Linked DNA regions of Mus musculus: all the other regions are linked to region 2. A link is a contact called in public HiChIP or PLAC-seq and capture Hi-C data. All regions are on one chromosome and are shown on one strand. Each heading gives the region's core, a stretch centred on a gene start, on an enhancer-like site or on the middle of the called end of the contact. The rest is flanking DNA. Distances are from core to core; before and after follow the strand shown.

Region 1 (2,709 bases), core at 176-2,675, 320 kb after region 2:
CCAGCTCCAGGGCACCTGACAGCCCCCTTCTGGCCTTAAGGGGTACTATACTCTCATATGGATACTCACACACAGGCACAAACACTGCACAGGAGAGTGAGACAGAGAGGGGGGACAGGGGGAGGGGAGGGGGAAAGGAAGAGAGAGCCTCTTTAGAGCTGAGCAAAGTACTAGCAGAACCTCCTAGAATCAGAGCCCTGGACTGAGTGGGGACAAACTTGGGACATGTGTGCTTGTGTGTGTGTGTGTGTGTGTGTGTGTGTGTGTGTGTGCATGCCTCGGCACACTTGTAGAGGTCAGAGGACAACCCCGGTGCCAGTTATCACCTCCTGCCTTGTTTGAGAGGAGCAGCTTGCTTTGCAGCTAGGGAACCTGAGGCTCAGAAACTTGGGGGGGCGGTTATCTGTCAATGACGGGAGAGTCACAGAAATCACACTGGAAATAGAGTGCCTTTGTGGCCACCCCCAGGGTCTGTCCAGGCAGGACAGCAGGTCCAGGCCAGACTGTGGTGGTCAATACTGATTGTCAGCTTGACAGGATCAGAGTCCCTTCTGGCAGGTCTGTGAGGAAATTTCTAGATTGGGTAGACACACCCTAAATATGGCGGCACCATTCCCTAGGCTGGGGTCCCTGGTAGAATAAAGAGAAGAAAGCAAGCTGTCCCCCAGCCTCTGCCTCTCTCTGCTTCCTGACTGTGGGTGTCACATGACCAGTTAGTTGCCTCACTCTCCTGCTGCCAGGTCTTCCCCATCGTGAGGGACAGGACACAGACTCAGCCAAATTCTACCCCTCCATCTTTTATTGCTTTGGTCAGAGCTGCAAGAAAAGTAACTAAGACAGTCGCTAACTTTGAACTTGCTGTGCACGAGCTCGTTTCTACATTCCTTTTGCTGTCTGCCAGAGGGAGCTACAAAGGAAACTTCCTGTGGGACACCATGATTCCTGAGGGAAGTAGGACCTGCAGTTAGTGTGGAAACCGAGATCCATATTCCCTCACCAAGCCTACTCAAAGCTACCCAGGATGCCGTCCTTCCTGTTAGCTTACTCCCAGCACTAAAGCACAGTTAAGCCAGGTGGGTAGAGCATAATTGCAATCCCAGCCCGGGGTGGGGGTGGGGGGGCTGAGGCAGGGGGATCTGGAGTTCAAGGCCAGCCTGGGTTACCTAATGAGGCTTTATCTCTTTGTTATATACTGTGTTGGTCACTTTTCTCACAGCTGGGTAGCTTGCCTTCTGGGGGATGGGGGCTCAGATTCTGAGATCTTGGGGGAGCAGCCCCCCTTTCAAGCATGCCCCTAGATGGCTGTCTAACCTCTTCTTGGGCAACTCTAGAGATGGGCACTCACTCTCTCTGAGCTGATCCACTCAGCCTGCCCTGCGGCTCATCCCCTGAGGAGGTAGGGAGGGTCTGGCCTGTATGAAGTCTGCCCAGGGGAACTGAGAGGCCCATCTGTTTGCTCTGCCTTTTTGACCGGTAGCCTAGGCCTCCCCCTCCTCCCTCTCCTCCCCCTCTTCCTGCCTCTCCTCTCACTTCTCTCTCTCCTCCCCCTCCTCCCCCACTTCTACTTCCTCCCCTTCCTCCCACTCCTCTGTTCTCTCCCTCTTCCCACCTCTGTCTTCTCCCTCTTCCCCCTCTTCCCACTCCTGCCATTTCTTTCTCATCCTTCATTGCATCCTCTCTTCCCTTCTGCCTCCCCTTTCATTCCTTCCTTCCCTCTTTCTCTGTCTCTTCCCTCCCTCCCTCCTCCCACTTTCTCTCTCCATTCATCTTTCCTTCTTCCCCTCCTTCTGCACCTCACATCTTCCTCCAGTCCTTTTCTCCTTCCCCCTGCTCCCTGCTCCCTGCTCCCTGCTCCCTGCTCCCTGCTCCCTGCTCCCTGCTCCCTCCTCCCTGCTCCCTGCTCCCTGCTCCCTCCTCCCTGCTCCCTCCTCCCTCCTCCCTCCTCCCTCCTCCCAGAGAGCTGTTCAGCACCTTGTTGGCTTCACAGGTCCAGCCTGCCTGTTCCTCTGCAACCTTGTCTCTGTACGCACCACCATAAAAAGACGGGACCTTGGGCCAGATGTACAACACTCTCTTCCATCACAAAACCTTCTCTTGACCTTTTTTTTCTCTGTGTCTTTCATCAGTTAGGGGACTTCCTCACAGAACTGGGCCTGCACTTCTAGGCAGCCCCTAGCACACCCCACTGGTCAGGACCACAATGGGGACAGCAGAGATGCCTGAAGACCATGACATTGACTCTAGGCCTCTTGCTGTGGGAAACCACATGGGCAGAGGTTGGAGAAGAGAGCAGTGGCCTTGGTAAAGGCCATGAGTGGGTAGTGGCCATCCCTGCCCCTGGAGAGATCATTGTTTTACACCAACTACAGAGGCCAGTCTCCAGTCAGGTCATTATTTGGGCATGAGAGGAGGGTGGGTTCCAAGACGTGGATCACATAGGAGGCCTGAGCTGGCCCTTTGTGCTGCCAGAGAGCTGAAGAGTGGCAGGTGGCTTTGGGCTAAACAGACCTTCACTCTCCTGCCTCCTCCAGATGACAAATTCCTGGGTCCCTGTAGGTTCAGGGCCCTGTGTAAGCCACCGTCTTTACCAAAGTTCACCACTGTCTCTTAGGACTAGGGACAAAGGTCCCTCCCTTTCTTTCTATTTAAGTTTTATTTAGTTTGTGTTGAGGTAGGATGGGGTAGGGGTGGGTAGGCAGGTGTCACGGC
Region 2 (2,700 bases), core at 81-2,580:
CTCACATGTCTCAGGCTGGCTGGAACTCGCTATATGTTGAAGATGACCTCAAACTCCAGATCTTCCAGCCTCTGCCTCCCAAGTGCTGGGGTTATGCCTAGTTTATTAGGTGCTGTGGGTGTAATCCAGGGCCTCGGGCATACCAGGCGAGCTTTCTACCACTGTAAGCCATTGAGCCATATGGGGGTGAGTCCACCCCAGTGCAACCTTAATCTCTCTTGTCTTTCTGTGCTGTCTGGTTTTTCCAGGCCTTCCCCTTGGAATTGTACTTTTTTTTCTAGGCTAAAAAAAAAAAAAAAAAAAAAAAAATTTCCAAAGATGGAGGTGGTGGTACACACCTGAAATACCAACACTCAAGAGGCTGGGGCAGAAGGATCTTGAAGCTAGCCTGGGCTAAATAACGAGACTTTGTCTAAATATATACATAAGAAAAAAAAAACACCCAAAGTACATTTTTTTTTCTGAATATGTTGCTTTTACACCAGCATGAAGCAAAAATTTGGGGGAGAGAATAAAAGGGTAGGGAGATCGACAAGGTGAACCATGTTAGGTCTGCTACCACCCCAATGACTTCCTGTCCTCATTTTGATTGACTACCTGGTTTGTGGCATCCAACAATGTTAGTCAATTCCTCCCTCTACAACGTCTGTTGTCTTCCACGGTTCACACGGTCCCCTGTGATTCTTTCAAGCTTCACAGGCCTTAAACTTGCCAAGTATCTGAGGCTAGCTAGCATGGAACCTCTGGTCTTCCTGCCTCCAGCTCCCAGCGCAGGGATTACAGCTGTGGCCCACCACCGAAGGCTGAGGATTTCGGATGTCATTTCTCTGTCCCTGCACACCTGTTGCTCTCAGAACGCTCTTGCCCCGGGAAAGCCCCCAAATGCTCCGAGACCTCCTCAAACACATCTCTAGACAGCCTCCTCCAGAAAGACTGCGCTAAGCTCTGGAAATGTTCTTATCTGGGGCTCACAGCTTCAACGGTTAGCAAAGGACCCACGAGGAGCCTCGCCCACTGGCCCAATCGCTCATCTGTCATTCCTTGCCACACATAAACATCCTGACCCGATAAACATGCTCAGAGAATAGATTCTGGGGCAGTGTCTTGTTTGCAACACACACACAAGCTGACAGCTTGAGCCTGGGGCTACCAGTCGCCCTAACCTGTAGCCCCCAGACCTTCCTGCTGGAGTCGGGTCTGGCCTTATTGCCCCGGCCAGAGGGGAGGGAGGGTTCCAGGGTGGAGTGGTGAGGAAGGCGGGGCTTGCGCCCCAGAGTAGTTGTCCCGGGCCGGGGACGGAAGTTGCACCACCACAGTACGATTACTTTCAGTTTTGTTTCTCTTGCAGGTAGTCAACTGCTGGCGGTAGCGGGATTTCGGGGCTCCCCGGTCCTGCTGGGAGAGTCCAGGATCAGCTGTGGCTGGGTAAGGAGAGCCCGGGAAGGCGGATGGGGTTAAGAGCCAGCACCCAGAAAGACTAGCCTGGGGGGAGGGGAGGGAGGAAAGGGGAAGTGAGAAAGCCCGGGAGAGGGAAAGGAAGGGAGGGGAGAGAGGGCAGAGGGGACCTGAGAAGCTTGGGAGGACAAGCTTGGAGCCAGGCCCTGTCCCTCAGCCTCCCACCTCCCACCTTGTGTCCTGAATCCTACACTCACTGAGTGTAGACAACCGCACCCCCACCCCCCACTCCGAGTTTGTTTGTTTTTTTTTCCTCCCAACACTGGGGAAAAAGAAAAGTGATCGCTCTCATTCTCTCTCTCAAGGCTAGATCTCTCTGTAGGGCAAGCTCAACCAGAACTCACTATTGTAGCCCCAGGCTGTCCTGAAACTCACTTTTAAACCCAGGCTAGCCTCAAATTTGTGGCAAGCTTCCTGTCTCGGGCTCCAGCTTTCTTTATTAAGTCGCCACCGTGCTGGGGACTTACAGTACCTTCCCTCCAGGGGATTCTAGAATGAGTTTGGTAGGAATGGTAAAATTAGAGGACTCCAGGAGTCAGGCCAGATCTACATGACCCCCAGGTCCAGGAAAAGGAAGGAGATGAACTTTTTCTCCCTGAGCCTTCATCTTGATCTGTTGTTATTTTCAAAGCTAGATGGGGCAGGAAGTAGGGCCCCTTCCACCCTCCCAGGACACCCTCCCAGACAGATGGATGGACAAAGACTGCGGGACCCTGTCCAACATCGAAAAGCACAGTGCTCGCATGCCCCTGACCTGTGTGTCCTTCCTGGCTGCCCCTTGAGTCCTAGCACCCACTGATAACAGGACCCATGGCAAGGTGAACGTGGTGGTGCTTGCCTGTGATGTGAGCACGCAGGAGACTGAGGCAGGAGGAGCACAAGCTTGGAGCTAGACCCAGGAGCAGGGCTGCCTAGCTCACAAGAAGCCCTAGGTTGCTTCTCCAGTGCTACATAAACTTCCCAGGGCTCCGGAAGTGGAGGCAGGAAGTTCAGAAGGTCAAGGTCATCCTGGGCTACTTGGCCAAGTTTGAGGCCAGCCTGGGCTACATGAGACGGGAAGGGCTTGGGCTACACCTACCTTTGGCCCTTGACCTGGTATGTTACTAATTAGAGTATTCTATCTCTGAGGCCTGGGGGCTACCTGGTCTCATCTTTCCCACAGGCTCAGCACTTCCTACAGCCGGTCGCATGTTTACGTTTGGTGAGTGTCTGTAAAGAGAACAAAGTGGAAGAAAAAAACCCTTC
Region 3 (2,700 bases), core at 175-2,674, 480 kb before region 2:
GAGCTTCTTGTACTCACCAGAAAAAGTTTCAACCTTGTGTTCCACGTTGTTCTGCTGTGCTTTGTCTAAGTGAACTTTTATGAGCCGGCTGCCATCCAGTTTCACACGGATCCTCTTACCCACAATTTCACTTGGGAAGACTAAGTCCTCAAGGATGGCATCGTGCACTGCTGTCAGGGTGCGGCTTCTGGGGCGCTTCTTGCTTATTTTTCGTTCGGCTTTTCCGGGTTGGCTTGGGCAGAATCCACCTCTGAGCAATGAGGACTACATTCTTCCCACTGAACTTTTTCTCCAATTCACACTAGCCGGACTTGGATTTTCTGGAAAGATTTAAGCTGAGGAACTGGTACAAAAATTACGATAGCTTTCCGACCACCACCAACTTCAATTTCCTTGGCTGCGGTGATGTTGAGTTCCCGCAGCTGCGCCTTGAGATCAGAATTCATCTCCAGCTCGAGAAGCGCCCGAGAGATGCCAGACTCGAACTCGTCGGGCTTCTCGCCATTGGGCTTCACGATCTTGGCGCTCGAGCTGAACATGTTCGTCCTGACGGAGCGCCGGCTTAGAAAAAGTTCTCCTGCTTTCTTGGTGGTTCCTGTTTTGGTTTGTAGGCACATCTTTAGTATCGAAAGTTTTCTTTACATGTATATGACCCACGTATTGTCAGAGGTCAAATGAGGGCGTTCGATTCCCAGAAACTGGAGTTATAGTTGTCACTATGTCTATGCTGGAAGCGAACCTGGGTCCGAACCCTTCAGCACTAACCCTCTTATTTAAAAAAAAAAAAAAAAGTTCCTGCCTCATCCAGTTCTGCTTATTGATTACTGACTTAATCATACGTTTCCCAGGCCCAGATAAACAAACGCTAGGTCGTTGCTCACAGTCCCGCCTCTCGCACTTAACTCTCAGACAGAGAAGGAACTCAGGACACATAAAATTCTTACCAAGATCAAGCCAATCAGTGGTGCCAAAGGAGGCGTGTTTGGTCTTTGAAGAACACCAATCAGCGAACATTGGGGCGGAAGGGATTCAGCACCCACCAATAAGAGAGGCCGTACGGCGGAAGTGCATAAAGGAACTCTCGGGAAGATGGCGCCCTTAATTTGGTCACAAGTTGACCGGAGGAAACTTTGACCGCGAGGTGATTATCACAGTACAAGCGGCTGTTCACAGGCGGGATCCCGAGCAGAGCATATGCCGAGCTCAAGGAAAGGGCACAGGGACACAATTCGGTGACCTGGAGGTCAGGGACTCTCAAAGAGCAGAGTCCGTCAGGAGATCGGAGCGGGAAGACCCGGAAAAGGCGTGGTCAGAAACAGGGCGGGTTTACTGCGCCCCAAACCGGAAGACCCGGATTGGGAAGCGACGAGGCGGGACGGATTTTAGCCAGGTGGGCGTGGCCACTGCGGTGCGGTTTGGGGGCGGGGCCTATAGGAACCTGGGGCCCAGCTGGCAGGAGAGGAGGTTTGGGAACCGGGGCCCGGGGCTGCAGGATCCACATCTAGCGGGGTTCCAAGGCAGTGGTGACATCAGGCCTCGCTCTGCTCATGATCTCCCCCTGTCCTCTTTTCATCCATCGCGTCACTAGCCCTAAACTCTAAGACCCTCTTGTCCTCCTGAGCTCTGCCCTCGGATGTCCGACCGCCCAGAGCCTGCATGCGCCGTGGGGCGCCCCAGGACCAGGAGCTGGTGGGTCCGGGGGCCCCTGGGCGGGGGTCCCGGGGCTCCCCTCCTTCCTCAGGACCCGTTGTCCCGGTGCTGGTCTTTCCCCCGGATCTAGTATTCAGGGCGGACCAGAGAAGTGGACCCCGGCAGCTGCTGACCCTCTACAACCCCACGGGAACTGCGCTTCGCTTCCGAGGTGAAGAGACGGGCGCCTTAGAGCTAGGGCTCTGGGGGTTAGTAGCAGGATATGGGAAGACTGTGTGGGCTGGAGGAATTAATCAAGAGGCAAGATGCCTAGCTTTGGGTCTGAAAAAAAAATCATGTCCATCTCCGGGGTTGCTGACATGAGGGGCCCCGGTGGAGCACTATAAGTAAAACTTGCCTAAGATCTCTTCGCGTATCTTTATCTGACAGTTCTGTGCACAGCACCTGCCAAATACACGGTATTCGATGCAGAGGGATATGTGAAGCCTCAGTCCTGCATTGACATGTGAGTGGGGAGGTTGGGGAAGCAGCCAGGCACCACAGCTACCTGTTGTCTTTTCTCCTGCTGACTGCAGTCACTCTGGGAAAAGTTTCTGGGGAGGAGATCTGGATTTACATGGTTGGTTGCCTCTCACTTCCTTTCCTCCCAATGGTTCAGTGTGATACGGCACGTGGCCCCCGTCCCCAGCCACTATGACGTCCAGGACAGATTCCGCATTGAGCTGTCTGAGGAGGGGACTGAGGGACGAGTGGTTGGAAGAAAAGACATCACCTCTGTTCTTCGAGCCCCAGCGTACCCCCTGGAGCTTCAGGGACATTCTGAGCCAACGCCCAACCCAGGGCCTCCTGTGTGGACAGGACTGACCCCAGCCAGACATCTTCAGGAGAGTGAGTTGAACAGATTCTTTGTGTGTGTGTGTGTGTGTGTGTGTGTGTGTGTGTGTGGTATTGTGTATATGTATTGTGTGAGTATATGCATGTGGGTCCTTATGCATGGACTTGAGCACATGTGCAGTCTCTTCTCACCCTTAGTTGTTTTGAGACAGGCTC
Region 4 (2,700 bases), core at 42-2,541, 450 kb before region 2:
GGCCAACCTTATGCATTAGGGAGTTGCCTAAGGGACACGAAGGAAGACCTAATGTGTGTAACCACAACTCCGCACCCCCGTGGTCTTACCACTCTCCGAAGTAGACCCCAACGTTGCTCCATGCTTGTGCCCCCTCCTGAACTCTGCAAGTAGTCCACACACACACACACAAAACCCCGATAAACCGTTTGTGGGAGCCCTAGAGGGCCCCTTATCAGCCCTGACAGGCAGCCTGAACCTAGGCCGTTTCTCATTCCCCATAAGGGTGGGGGCACAGTCTGGCCTCAGTCCAGCCTTCTAGACATTCCCCCTGGTTCATGCTAGACCGCAAGGGGCAGTGCCTTCTCTCACCAATCTTTCCACAAACCCCACTGTTGCGGGCAGACTGCAAAACAATCAATTTTTTTTTTTTTAAACCTCAGAGCAGACTTTGGCCAACTTGGTTCCCGTCACAGGTTGGGGGATGGGGGGGCTTAACGTGAGGGGGGAGGGGAGATATAGGTAAATCCCTCCTTTTCCCTGATTTCACTCTCTCAGGGTGTCCTTGGGGAAAGTCCCCAGCCCCCTTGGAAGTTTCACCATGAAAACGTCTGCCCCTTCCCACCTCTTGGGTCTGGTTGCTAGGTTTTCCCAGCACACAGCCTTCCAAATAACCCGTTAGCCGGTCTTCCTGCCCCAACCCCTGTCTCAGATTCCAAACAGCGGTATCTCAGTGGGGTGACTTGGTGGTTTAATCTGACCACAAAGCTGTCTGTCTGTCTGTCTGTCTGGAATCTGCTTGGTTGCTGGGGAGGAAGTGTTAGGAATGAGGTAAAGAGGTCAAAAGAAACCGACGAGTGGGTCTTGGAGTCAGGAAACTATGGGTTTCCACCTCACCGTTAGGGGGGCAGAAAAGGTCTTGGCCAAGCCACAGTCCTCCCCAGCACCCCTTGGATCACTAAAGGACTTAAGTGTTTCTCCTTCGGGGTCTACGACTCTAAAATTTTGATGAAGGGCCATAACCGCAGTTTACCCTCCAGTTTGAAATCCAAGCCGCGACGAAGACACCAGGACCTGCAGCTGTGAATGGGAAAGTTCAGGGTCCACCTCACCCTTACTTCTGGTCCAGGTTTCCCCTGGGAAACTGCGGGTCCTACCCAGGTCCAGAAAGATCTGAGAGGTAGGGGCTCACCAGTACCCCAGTCCCTGCCTCGTGCCTGTCAAAGCCGAGTCCTGAGTGGGAAGACACAGCAGCCAAGTTCAGCTCAGCAACAGGTCTCTGGGTTTCTTGGACCATGCTCCCAGGAGACTCAAAGCCTACTGAGGCCACACCCACTAGAGCACGCCCCCAGGCCCCGCCCCAGAGGACTCCGCCCCCGCACGTCCTTTTCTGGAGCAGCCCTGAACCAACAACCAGCTCAGTACAGACTCTTCCTGGTCCTTCCAGAGTCCTGACCCCACTAAAACCTAAGAAATTCGTGCCCCAGAGTAGCACGAATGTAGGTGTGTCTCTCTCTGGCATCTCACCAGATCCCCACGCCCCCATTCTCCCCCAAAGAAGTCAAACACTTGATTTTCATAAAAGTTCTTTTTTTTTTTTCTTCTTTCAACTCAGGAACATCACAGTCTAAGAAGATGTGGGTAAGAGAGAAGAGGGTAATGGGAAAGGGAGAGTTCAGCGCTTTTGGATTTCTGGCTGGTAGAACGCCCCTCTGGCGTTTCTCCGTGGATGGGGTGGACGGGTATTTGGGGGAGGGGGGCAACTTCAGGGGCACTTCCGCTCCACGCACTGCTTCCCTCCCTCCTCGTATTCCTGTTTGGAGATCCACATCTGCTGGAATGTGCCCTGAGAAAAGGGCAACATCAGCTGTCAGGCGTCACCCCACACCTCTCTACACCACCACACCTCGGCTTTCTACTTGCCTTCATGCATTTCTCACCTGTATCCTCCCCCCGCCCCCCCCCTTCCGGGAGATTTTAGGCTGCTCTACCACTGAGCCACGCCCCCAGCTCCTCCCTGGGGGATTCTAGGCAGAGGCTCTACCACTGAGCCACGCCCCCAGCTCCTCCCTGGGGGATTCTAGGCAGGGGGGGTCTACCACTGAGCCACGCCCCCAGCCCCTTACTTGAGATTAAACATGTTTTGTGCATGTGTGTTGTATTTGTGCCTGTGTTTGTGTGTGATGGTTGAGCTAACATGTACACACGGAGTACAAAGGGCAGGGTTTACCAAACCATACAGGTTTGTCACTCTGTAGAGAGGCTAGCCAGCCTTGAGCTTCTGGGGCTTCGCCTGTCTCCTCCCATTTTGTAAGAAGAGGCCTGGGATTACAGACAAATGTTCTCCTTACAAGTTGGGTTCTGCGGATCTGAACTTGGGTCCTCATGCCTTGTGCAGCAAGTGCTTTGCCTACTGAGCCATCTTTTCAGCCCTTGTATTTATTTGCCTTTTATTTTGGCAAAGGGTCTCAACCAATGGCCCAGGCTGACCTTGACCTTGTGATCTTACGGCCTCCACATCCAGAGTAGCTGGACATACACCTCCCACCCCAGCCAGCGCCACCATCACCGTTCTGACACCACCGGGCACCTCACTGCTACTCTCCCCTGCTGCTTTTTTCCGGGACCTTCCAACCGTCTTTTTTCATGGATAGCTGCTCAGCCCCCATGTGAAGGTTGGTGTCTCTGGCTCACAGAGCAGCCTTCCTGGGTGACCTCATT
Region 5 (2,700 bases), core at 80-2,579, 310 kb before region 2:
ACTCTAGTACCTGCCCTACCCTCACCTCCCACTCTGCCTATCAGTTGGGTCCTACTCTGGTGTTCTATGGCTGAGTTACATACCAGGCTTCCATTGGAAGATTCTAGGCCTCAGCTTTAACAGCCAGTCATTCCCTTCACTAGGGAGGCACTCCCACAGGAGGATTCCAGGCAAGCACTCTACCCACAGCCTCTGGTGCAGCATGTAGTCGTTTGCTTGCTTTAGTTCTTTTGAGAAAGGATCCCACTGTGTAGCTCTGGCTGACCTAGAACTTACAGAGATCCGCCTGCTTCTGCTTCCTGAGTGCCTGGACTGAAGGCATCGTGCCACCACATCCTGATAAGATGTAGAGGTTTCTTGTTCCCCCCGCTGCGGGTGATTGACACACTAGATGCTGAATCTACAAATAGGGAGGGCAGATCGAAGCCCTTCAGACCGTGGGCGTGTCTGTATCAATTGAACCAGCCTGTTCTTCCTCATTTTCTTTGTTTTCCCCGTGGCTTCTTCAGGCAGGCAAGAGCTGGACTTCCAGAGGCTGTTCCCAGAGCTGTGACTGCATGGAAGGGGTCATTCGATGCCAGAATTTCCAGTGTCCCTCGGGGACTTACTGCCAGGACATTGAGGATGGCACCAGCAACTGTGCCAATATCAGTAAGGGAGCCACCTGGGGGAAGACGGAGCGGGAATGCTCGTGACTAAAGGGCTCGGAGGCAGGATGAGAAGGTTAGCTCCCCAGGCCTTGGAGGTCAGTGATAGAGGGGAGAGATTCTGACCCATAACTCACTGGGTCCTTTCTCAGCATTTGTTTCTCCACGGTTAGTATCCCATGACGAACAGGGAGACCCATTTTATTACTTCATTCCTTGGAGCTTAGCATGCATCGCATGCTCAGTAAATGTTTACTGAATGAATAATACAAGGGAGAAAAAAAAAAAACTCAAAAGCTCTGTTGGCCTTCAGCCACACCTGGTTTCCATAGCTACTGTTTCCTGAGCCCCTCTAATCTTTTCCACTAACCCAGCTTTCCCTCTAACCCACAGCTCTGCAGTGCCCCGCCCACAGCAGCTTCACCAACTGCCTTCCACCCTGTCAGCCTTCCTGCTCGGACCCAGAAGGCCACTGTGGGGGCTCCACCACCAAAGCCCCCTCCGCCTGCCAGGAGGGCTGTGTCTGTGAACCTGACTATGTGGTGCTTAACAACAAGTGTGTGCCCAGAATTGAGTGTGGCTGCAAAGATGCCCAGGGTGTCCTCATCCCTGTGAGTGGGTGTGGAGAGTGGGATGGGGAATGGGGGGGTGCTGGGGTGATGACTCAGTGGGTGAGGTATATGCACCAAAAGAATGAGGACCTACGTTTGAATTTTTGCAATGCATGTGAACTGGCTGGGTGGCCTGTGCCTGTAATCCAGCGCTCCTACTGGGAGATGGGAGGCAGAAACAGGAGAATCCCTAGAAACTTGAGGGCTAGCTTGTGCTGTGTGCTCAGTGGAGAAGGCCAACAGCCAAAAGGGTGGGAGGGGGGAGGAGAAGGGGAGAGGGAGAGAGGGAGGGAGGGGGAGAGGGAGAGAGAGAGAGAGAGCACTGTGTCAATATGCAATTGAGGGTTTGGACCATCCTCTGACTTCTACACATACATGTGCTGTAGTTTCACACACATAAATGCACCTACTCGCACACAAAGATCATTTTGAAAAGTGCCATGAGGGCAACTTTCTTCCCTTCTGCCTTGTGCACATGGGATGCGCCTGTCTGTATGCATGGCTTCATGACTGCCTCTGGAGTGTGAGGGTTGATCAGGTTCTGGAACATACTAGCTGAGTGCTCTGTAGCTGAGCCTCCACAGGCAAATCATCTGTCGTCAGAAGCTATGTGAACTGCCCTGTGCCCCCAAACCACCAAGGGAAGATGGATACCACGGAGTTGCTCTGTAAGGGTTTTGATGGGAGCTTCTAGGCAGGTGCTCTACCAATCACACAGGTCTCACCCCCACCACCTCCAATTTTCCATCAATAATTGGTTGACTGACTAGATGTGAAACGTGCAGATATGAAGGGCAAAGGTCAGCACTTCAGAGAGATGAGGCTGTGGCCCTCTAACCAGACTTCCTGCTCCTGTTCCATTTTTTAACTCCCGTGGCTTTTGTAGGCAGACAAGATCTGGATCAACAAAGGCTGCACACAAACCTGTGCCTGTGTGACAGGGACCATCCACTGCAGGGACTTCCAGTGTCCCTCAGGGACCTACTGCAAGGACATCAAGGATGACACCAGTAACTGCACTGAAATCAGTAAGAGGACCACAGGAACGGTGGGGGGCTGTTCATGACTGGAAAAATTAGGGGCACGGCCAGAGGGAGCTTAGTCCCCTGGGCCTGAGAGGTCAGGGGTAGGAGGTAACACAGTGAGGAGAGATTCGGGGGACCAATTTTTGGGCTGGGTACTTTCTTAGACTTGGTTTCCTCATGGTTACCACCCCATAATAACTCAGAAGACCCATTCTCATTACTTCCTTTCCTAGGGGATTGGCACACAGCCTGTGGTCAGTAAATATTTTGGGGGGGGGACCCAAAAACCTACCTTCAAGTTTTCTTGAACATTCTAGCTTCTCCTGTTTCTATAGCGTGTGCTTCTTTAAGCCCCCTCTGGGCCTCTCCACTTACCCCACTCTCTCTTTCCCCTATAGCTCTGCAGTGCCCGGACCA

The links. HiChIP or PLAC-seq counts read pairs in DNA pulled down with a chosen protein or histone mark. Capture Hi-C pulls out chosen DNA fragments and counts their contacts.
Region 1: a contact with region 2 is called in an H3K27ac HiChIP or PLAC-seq map of large pre-B cells, with 2.6 times the contacts expected there. The contact joins the enhancer-like site here to the promoter of Trim56 in region 2. A contact is called at or near these places in 2 of 39 promoter capture datasets (embryonic stem cells and stem cell-derived epiblast-like cells), 1 of 15 datasets of contacts at CTCF or cohesin (embryonic stem cells), 22 of 484 Hi-C or Micro-C datasets (B cells, the G1E-ER4 cell line, cerebellum and 8 more), 5 of 115 datasets of contacts at active chromatin or transcription factors (astrocytes, embryonic basal ganglia, embryonic stem cells and 1 more) and 1 of 9 other capture datasets (embryonic stem cells).
Region 3: a contact with region 2 is called in an H3K4me3 HiChIP or PLAC-seq map of bone marrow-derived macrophages, with 6 times the contacts expected there. The contact joins the promoter of Mospd3 here to the promoter of Trim56 in region 2. A contact is called at or near these places in 5 of 39 promoter capture datasets (cranial neural crest, hippocampal neurons, liver and 2 more), 2 of 484 Hi-C or Micro-C datasets (adipose-derived mesenchymal stem cells and regulatory T cells), 7 of 115 datasets of contacts at active chromatin or transcription factors (bone marrow-derived macrophages, double positive thymocytes, embryonic stem cells and 4 more) and 1 of 9 other capture datasets (liver).
Region 4: a contact with region 2 is called in a capture Hi-C map of embryonic stem cells, with 4 times the contacts expected there. The contact joins the promoter of Tfr2 here to the promoter of Trim56 in region 2. A contact is called at or near these places in 6 of 39 promoter capture datasets (the C10 cell line, cranial neural crest, embryonic stem cells and 3 more), 2 of 484 Hi-C or Micro-C datasets (the G1E-ER4 cell line and the P5424 cell line), 3 of 115 datasets of contacts at active chromatin or transcription factors (bone marrow-derived macrophages, large pre-B cells and neural tube) and 2 of 9 other capture datasets (embryonic stem cells and pancreatic islet).
Region 5: a contact with region 2 is called in an HNF4G HiChIP or PLAC-seq map of pancreatic cancer cells. The contact joins the enhancer-like site here to the promoter of Trim56 in region 2. A contact is called at or near these places in 5 of 115 datasets of contacts at active chromatin or transcription factors (acute myeloid leukemia, bone marrow-derived macrophages, embryonic stem cells and 2 more) and 1 of 9 other capture datasets (embryonic stem cells).

Annotation. Positions count from the first base shown.
Region 1 is chr5:136,795,852-136,798,560 of GRCm38.p6, reverse strand. The region is part of intron 3 of Col26a1 (collagen, type XXVI, alpha 1); the gene reads left to right. Among named protein-coding and RNA genes, the nearest start is that of Gm30654, 29 kb to the left of the region's middle. Within about 2 kb of position 1,425, at least 16 of the 459 cell types and tissues checked have an H3K27ac peak or open chromatin away from gene starts, as enhancers often do. A contact at or near this core is called in B cells, where this site is marked.
Region 2 is chr5:137,114,837-137,117,536 of GRCm38.p6, reverse strand. Trim56 (tripartite motif-containing 56) reads left to right here and starts at 1,330. Exons shown (of 3, transcript NM_201373.4): 1 at 1,330-1,425; 2 at 2,584-2,700.
Region 3 is chr5:137,599,432-137,602,131 of GRCm38.p6, reverse strand. Mospd3 (motile sperm domain containing 3) reads left to right here and starts at 1,424. Exons shown (of 5, transcript NM_001254762.1): 1 at 1,424-1,861; 2 at 2,080-2,155; 3 at 2,309-2,538. The coding sequence starts at 1,657. It also overlaps the pseudogene Gm7285.
Region 4 is chr5:137,568,431-137,571,130 of GRCm38.p6, reverse strand. It overlaps Tfr2 (transferrin receptor 2), which reads right to left and starts at 1,291. Exons shown (of 20, transcript NM_015799.4): 1 at 1,197-1,291; 2 at 1,013-1,059; 3 at 90-143. The coding sequence starts at 122. It overlaps Actl6b (actin-like 6B), which reads right to left. Exons shown (of 14, transcript NM_031404.5): 14 at 1,551-1,825. The coding sequence ends at 1,745.
Region 5 is chr5:137,424,115-137,426,814 of GRCm38.p6, reverse strand. Zan (zonadhesin) reads left to right here. Exons shown (of 88, transcript NM_011741.2): 39 at 510-651; 40 at 1,041-1,258; 41 at 2,145-2,286; 42 at 2,682-2,700. Among named protein-coding and RNA genes, the nearest start is that of Zan, 52 kb to the left of the region's middle. Within about 2 kb of position 1,329, at least 42 of the 459 cell types and tissues checked have an H3K27ac peak or open chromatin away from gene starts, as enhancers often do. A contact at or near this core is called in pancreatic cancer cells, where this site is marked.